2 separate regions of the Mus musculus genome follow, and region 2 is linked to region 1. Evidence: chromatin contacts called from public HiChIP or PLAC-seq data. All regions are on one chromosome and are shown on one strand. Each heading gives the region's core, a stretch centred on a gene start, on an enhancer-like site or on the middle of the called end of the contact. The rest is flanking DNA. Distances are from core to core; before and after follow the strand shown.

What was found. HiChIP or PLAC-seq counts read pairs in DNA pulled down with a chosen protein or histone mark.
Region 2: a FOXA1 HiChIP or PLAC-seq map of pancreatic cancer cells shows a contact between it and region 1. The contact joins two enhancer-like sites. A contact is called at or near these places in 1 of 115 datasets of contacts at active chromatin or transcription factors (pancreatic cancer cells) and 1 of 9 other capture datasets (adipose tissue).

The regions. Positions count from the first base shown.
Region 1 is chr14:25,482,580-25,486,196 of GRCm38.p6, forward strand. All of the region lies in intron 1 of Zmiz1 (zinc finger, MIZ-type containing 1), which reads left to right. Among named protein-coding and RNA genes, the nearest start is that of Zmiz1, 25 kb to the left of the region's middle. Within about 2 kb of position 1,627, at least 67 of the 459 cell types and tissues checked have an H3K27ac peak or open chromatin away from gene starts, as enhancers often do. A contact at or near this core is called in pancreatic cancer cells, where this site is marked.
Region 2 is chr14:25,774,474-25,778,090 of GRCm38.p6, forward strand. No RefSeq gene overlaps it. Among named protein-coding and RNA genes, the nearest start is that of Zcchc24, 7.2 kb to the left of the region's middle. Within about 2 kb of position 2,003, at least 26 of the 459 cell types and tissues checked have an H3K27ac peak or open chromatin away from gene starts, as enhancers often do. A contact at or near this core is called in pancreatic cancer cells, where this site is marked.

The DNA.
Region 1 (3,617 bases), core at 377-2,876:
TGCCCTTGCTCATACAGAGAGTGACGAGGTTGAATGCCCCTGAGAGTTCTGAGGCCCTCAGGGCACAGGGCACATTGTCCTGCATTACTCTAGGTTGACACTGCCCTTCTCACTTGTAGGATCTTGGGCAGCCTGGCGTACTCGTTTCCTGGGGACAATGGAGTTGTTAGGGGGATGAAATATAATAATGTATGCTTAGTACTCAGTGCTGAGCCAGTCCCATGGTGAATGCTCGTAAATAAATTATGTCAGTAATATTTATTTCAGGGGAAAACTCTATTTTCAAGTCAGAACACTATCTATTAAGTCAAATGTTCCCCTGATTTAATTCCAGATAGCACTAAATAACAATAATAATCATAATCCCCATGGTTTGGAGGCTGCCCCGAGAGGTCCAGGGCTGGGCCTCTGAGCTTGCTTCCTGATGGGAGCTCTTATGCAGAGACAACCCTGAGCGCCTGTCTAGCCTTGCCTTGCCTTGCCTTGCCTGCCTGCTGTTTCCTGCTGTCCAGCGGGTCTACTGGGTAACTGCAGGTGTTTTTGTCTTTCTGGCCCTTTGCTGAGCTCACCTGAGCACTAAGCCTCGCCATTTCTGGGCCTGCATTTCTCTGGCTAAAGCAACCAGAGCCATGGAGAGGATACCCCAGGCATCTTTTCATCCAGAGACGCCATGGCTTCTATACCTTTGCAGTACAATGAGTCTTATGTTCCCAGAGGCCAGTTCTCACAGGCCCAAGTCATTCTGGGGTCTCTTCCTGGGTCCCCACTTCTCACCCATCATGGTCAGCTTGAAACATCTACAGATAGAGAAGTTGCAGAGCTACTGGAAGTATGCACTGCTCATGGTGAACTAGGAACCCATCTTTCCGGTTGGGGAACCCAAAAGTCCCCAGAGATAGCCGTGACCATAGGCCTCTCACTCCTGTCTTATGGCTCAGGTGATTGGCAGCACTTACTGCTGTTATACATTTCAGTTAAGTGACAGGACAGAATTTAATCCTATCTCCTGATCTCAAGAGCTGCCTACTGGCCCTGCTGTCCAGAAAGTTTCTAGGGGACTCTGGATGTAGAGAATGGTCAAGAGGAAGAGAGAAGGGGCAGGTCTCCATAGCGAGCTAGATATGAGAATGCATGACCCAGCTTCTGACCTCTGGGGTTCAGCTCTGAAACCACTGATGTTTTTCCAGAATTTCTTTATCCTAAATCACTGTATCCAGGGATGGACAGGGGCTTGGGGTCTGCTGAGGCCAAGTCTCTGCTGGGCACTAAGGACAAGATGGTGACCCTAAAGTTAAGATTCCTGTCTGTGGGGAGCCAGAGAGAAAGCATAGGTAAAGGCTCAACTGCACCTTTAATCCTAGTTCACTGCCAAGAAAGAAACAAGCACTGGATGGGAAACTCTGGGAGGTGGGTTGCAGGGGCTTGATCAAGCTATATGATGGTGACGATGGGGATTAGGAGTGTGGGCAAAGGCTGGTAACTAAACGAGACCTGCATGGCCGGGGATGTGGGCAGAGGACAGAGACAAACACTTTGCACATCTCAGTCTCATCTGTCCCTGGAGAGAGCTGGCAGAGTGGTGAGCCTGTCACAGGCTTGGATCCAGTTCCGGGTTGTGGCCCACAGATGACTATAGGTTGTACACGGGGCTAACTTCCTGCCCTAGTCAAGGGGCACATAGAGATGACATCACTGTCTATTTATGCCTCCTGAAGGCCACTTCCCTCTTTGAGTCATGAATGGGGAGCTTGACCTTGGCTCTTGATCCATTGTCCTCCTGAATCCTACCTGCTGTGCCCGAGGACCTTCAGCTGTCATGGAGGGAGGGGGGAAAACTACTGCTCTCTCTCTCTCTCTCTCTCTCTCTCTCTCTCTCTCTCTCTCTCTGTGTGTGTGTGTGTGTGTGTGTGTGTGTGTGTGTGTGTGTGTGTGTAAGTTTGGGTTCTCCCGGCCCTGCACCTTTGTTTATTGACTTTGGTCCTTGTTCAGCCCTGTGTAGGGAGCTATGTCGAATGAAATGTGAAGAACAGGGGATGATAATGAAATCAACTGGACTGTTTCCCCAGTAATTCTAGAGACGGATGCATCATTAATGTTGGTAATACAGTGCCTGTCAGCTCACAAACTTCTCAATAAATGTGCAGCTGGCAAGCTCTGATAGAAATTGGAGGCAAGCAGAGAATGAGATTTGGGGCCTTTGATATATGGGGTGTCAGTGGCACCGTGAAGTTTTTATCAATTTCTGTCACTTTGGGCTTTTGTGCACGCTACATATGTGGTCTCTATGGCCACTCTCCATGGGCTGTATGGATGCTGACTGTGCCCCCGCAGTAGTGTGAGGAAGAGGGGTTGTTACAGGGTCCCCCACATCCCTCAGAGGCTCTCCCTTGGGGCCTATTATTCAGATCCCCTCAGACCAACACAGACAGTAGCACCAGCAGCGTCTGGACTGGGCTCATGAGTCACTCAGCCACCATGTCAGTTTTGAGTGCGTTTGTCTACAGCAGTATTCCTCAACCTACCCAATGCTACAACCCTTTAATACAGTTCCTTCCTGTGACCCCAACCATAAAATTATTCTTGCTGCTACATCATATTTGCAATTTTGCTACTGCTGTAAATCATAATGTAAATACCTGTGTTTTCTGGTGGTCTCAGCTGACCCCTGTGAGAGAGTCATTCAGTCCCCGGATGGGTCAACACACACAGGTTGAGAACCACTGGCCTAGAGAGACTCAGATTCCCAGAAGAAAGCCAGAGGTGAAAGTTTGAGCTTAGGGATCAGCGTTAAAAGGGGCTGAATGGGTGAACTAGAAGTAGGGACAGTTAGAGAGGAAAATCTGTGTGGACCCAGGTTTGGGACTGCAGATAAACCCAGAAGTTTATGGGGGAGTGAAGACCAGGCTAAGCCTCGATGTGTGGGTAAGGGGTAATTGACTTTCAGAGGCAGTATAATGTGAAGGTTGCTGTGTACGTTCTGGAGCGAGGTTTCTGGGTCCCAGATCCAAACCTAGCAACTGTGTTCAGGTTCCTTCCTTTGTCTAATGGGGATAGGAATGGAAACAGCGCATACCTTGAAGGTTTCTGTGACTGAACACAAATGAATATATGTAGGATATGCAAGTTCATCCATCGGGTCAGACACAGCTGGGATTTGAGCTTTAGTGACCCTCAAAACCTGGAGATTTGAGGAACCTGCTGGGGCTGGAGTGTTTATGAGGAACACCACACACACACACACACACACACACACATACAGAGAGAGAGACAGAGACAGAGACAGAGACAGACAGAGACAGACAGTGGGGGGAGGGGAATGAGATCTCAATTCTCTTCAGAGGTCTGACCCTCAAGGTCAATGTCACCAGCAAGGTGATTAATTGTGAGAGAAAACCATAAGGGGGTTCAAGGCTCTCAAGGACGCTGGAGAAATTTTGAGATCAAGGAGCCAGAGTGTGACTTCATCAGAATCCATCAGGAACTTGCTGGGGCTCCTGGGGTTTGGATGGAGAAAGCATGGGGTTCCAGACAGGTGAGCCAAACAGAAACCAAACAGCAGTGCAGGGCTCAGCTCTTCCTATCATAGCACGTGCAGCGTTAGGAGCAGGTCCCAGTAG
Region 2 (3,617 bases), core at 753-3,252, 290 kb after region 1:
CCCAGCTTTCTGTCCCCCTTCCATGCGTGCCTACGCTGAAGACAACTTCTCATCTGGGGATACAGACCCTTGTCATGAGGGCACTAGACATTGGCTAGATTTCAGTTCCCCTGACCCCAGATACCCTTCTGTAGTGAACAGACGGTAAAGCCATAGAGCAGCCTGACCACACTGGAGCCCTCACACAGACTCCTGACCAGCCTTCAGAGAGCAGCAAGAGACCAGAGACACAGTTCAGTTGGAAGACTGTTTGCCTAGAATGTGTTAGGCCTTGTATTACAAGCCCAGCCCCAAGAGACAGAGTGACAGAGACAGAGAGCGAGACAGAGAGACAAGGAGAGAGAGGCAAGAGAGACAGACCACAACCACAACCACCAACCCTTCCCACCACTCACAACCTGCACCCTGGGAGACTGAGTCCCAAGGTTGGTGACTGTGCTCACTTTTGGTCTCTCTCTCTCTCTCTCTCTCTCTCTCTCTCTCTCTCTCTCTCTCTCTCTCTCTCTCTCTCTCTCTCCCTCCCTCCCCCCCTCTCTCTCTCCCTCCCTCCCTCTTCCTCCCTCTCCCTCCCTCTCCCCCTTAGAAACCAAACTCTCCCTATCTATTAGACATTGATAAGCTGAGTGTTCCACCTGAACAAGTATCCCATTGAGGAGGAAAAAAACTCCCACTGTTGCTTGAATCCCAGGACCACTGTGGGGAACGAGTGGCCTGAGGGCCTGCTGCTACTGAGAGGCCTCAGGCGGTACCTGCTTGGTCTCCGGGCTGCAGAACACGGAGAGGTGATCGTTAGAAGGACAGCCTGTATGCTGAAGGCCTGGACAACCTACACATATAGCCCAGCCAATCTGATGGAATCTCTAAGTTTCAGGAACCTGGAAGTCACAGAGCCAGGTGTCCACCAGACAGTAGTGGGTGGGCAGCAGCCACTCCATTCTCGCCTTCTGAGTTCACACCCAATTCCGAGAAATGAAAAGAGGGAAAGGAAAGGCAGGTGGTATACATTCCATCAACTGTCTGTCAGCAAGCTTCCGCCTCTGGAGGGATCCCAGGTCTCCAGGGGACACGTGATGGCTCCCAGCTCTAGGACATGTGGAGCCCATCTCCCAGAGGAGTGGGACTACTGACTTTCCCCGTGCCTCTAGAACAGGCTCCTAGGGGGGTCTTCCTGCAGTGTCCACCCTTCAAGATCAACTCAACACTGGCATTTGTCATCACCCAGGGTCAATGGCCCAAACAAGAACATGGCCTCCCGTGCATCACAGCAGTGGGAAGCAGTCTGTCGTTCTCCTGCGCTTTTGCTTATGTGACATCTGTTTGGAAGATGGGATGAACGGCCCCAAAACTGAGTGAGCAGAACTCTCTATGTTATTTTGAGAACATCCTTGTCAGCATCAAAGAGCCAAGGGGGAGTTGACGGCCACCTCCCTAGTCTTCTTACTGGCCCACTCAGATTCTCTCTATGCTGGCTATCGGCATGGAAACCTAATGCTCGTTTGGCATGGCACCCAAGGGCTTGTCCGTACTTCATTCCTGATCCTCCGTCTACATTCTACCTGAAGTGTCTCCCAGATCCAACACACATGGACTCCGACCTCCAGATAAGTGAGGAAACTGACTTTCCCCCATGCCTCTAGAACATGGAGGAAGCCAGTATCCTGACTCCTAAGGGAGTCTTCCTGCAGTATCTCCCACTTCAAGATCAGCTGAAAACTGACTTCCTGTGATCGTAACCCCCATCCTACCTACTCGATAGGTCCCCTCTGTTCTTGACTCTTTGGTGTTTGTGTGGTGTGACAGGTGTGAAACCCACCTTCCTCTCGCTTCCCACCCAGCCCACCCCTGGACTGTGAGCTGCTTGGCAGCTATAATCTCCTCTGCTCTCTCAGCTCTTCGCCACAGCAAGCCTTCTGTTTACTTAAGGGATGAAGTAATAAACTCAGTATGTCCTTGTGGTTTATAAGCTCAGATATGCAGACTATCGGCATGTCATGAAACAGCTCAGAGAGACGGGGATTGAAGAATGGCGAGAAGCCCCAGCAGGGACTGCAAACTGCCAGCATGTGCTGACCATCTGTGTCCTCTGCTACATTTGAATGTGCCCCAAGGTTCATGTCCTGGACAAGTAGTCCTTGCGTTATCAGTATGGAGAGGCAGAGCTTTCAAGAGGCAATTAGATGCTGGGGATGTAGCTCTAAAGTAGAATATTTGCCTAGCATATGTGAGGTCCTGGGTTCAATTCCCTGCATCTCAAGATCATAGAGGCTCTGCCTCCTGAGTGGAGTGACATCACTTTGAAGGGATGGGGCTTATCATAAATGTCTGTTGTCCTAGTTAGGTTTTCTATTGCTGTGGTGAAACACCATGACCTGGGGAGGGAAATGTTGATTTGGCTTACTTTTCACATTGAAGTCTATCACTGAAGGAAGTGAGGGCAGGAATTCGAGCAGGCCTGAAACCTGGAGGCAGAAGTTGATTCAGAGGCCACGGAGGAGAGCTACTTACTGGCTTGCTCCTCAAGGCTTGCTCAACCTGATTTCTTCCAGAACCCAGGACCACGAGGCCAGGGGTGGCACCACCCACAATGGGCTGGGCCCTCCTACTCCAATCACTAAGAAATGCTTTTCAGCCTGATCTTATGGAGACGTTTTCTCACTTGAGGTTCCTGCCTTTCAGATGACTCTAGCCTATGTCAAGCTGACATAAAACTAGGCAGAGCAACAGTTTTTGCCTCCCTTTTGTATATGTGTATATGTGAGTGTGTGTGTGCAATTCTATGTATGTGTGCATGTGTGCGAGTGAGTATGCCTGCATGTGCAGCCTGTGTCTCACTAAGTCTCTCTCTACCTTTTTTATGAAGGCAGGGTCTCTTAGCGAACATGGAAACCATGGAGACTGAGGCGAAGGGATCTCCGTGATCAGCAGTTAACACAGAGACCCATAACTGGGCAAAGCTCTAGGAATGATGGCTATCGGTGCTCAGCGCTAAGTGGGTCTCTCCATTAATGCTTCCCCTACGGCTCAGGAAACATCAGGGAAGAGAAGGTGGGAAGAATGAGGACGACCTCTGCTACACAGTGAATTTCAGACTTGGGCTAAGAGCAAGACCTGCTTGAATGTCCCCCTTACCAAAAAAAAAAAAAAAAAAAAAAAGACTTAGATGCGGTGTCTGCCACTGAATATGCAGTGCCATAGGTCCAAGTTCAGCCAGTGAGTCCATCTCCTCTCAAGATGTCAGCTGTCCCATTACGTATGACCATAGACAAGGCTCTTCCCAATGCCCCTCCCAGCCTTTCCCCCCGCCCCCCATTCAACATCCTGCAACTCTAGTTCTCAGGTCAGCATTGCTGGAGATCAACCATTCTGAGATGCTCTTCTTGGGGAGACATGTTGAAAGCTAAATGAAAGACGAAGGGGGAAGGGCCCTGCTCTCCCTCCCACCCCAGCAGAAGTATCTGCATCTCTGCATCTCTATGTCTTGGGGTGAAGATTGTGGAGGAGCAGCCTCTTTAAGGGTCACAGCTCAGTTCAACTGTGGTGACGGAGTCCCTCAGCCTTGGAGGATGGCCTGTGCTGCCCAGAATCTCGAGAAGAGACTTTTTTGAGAAAAGACTTTT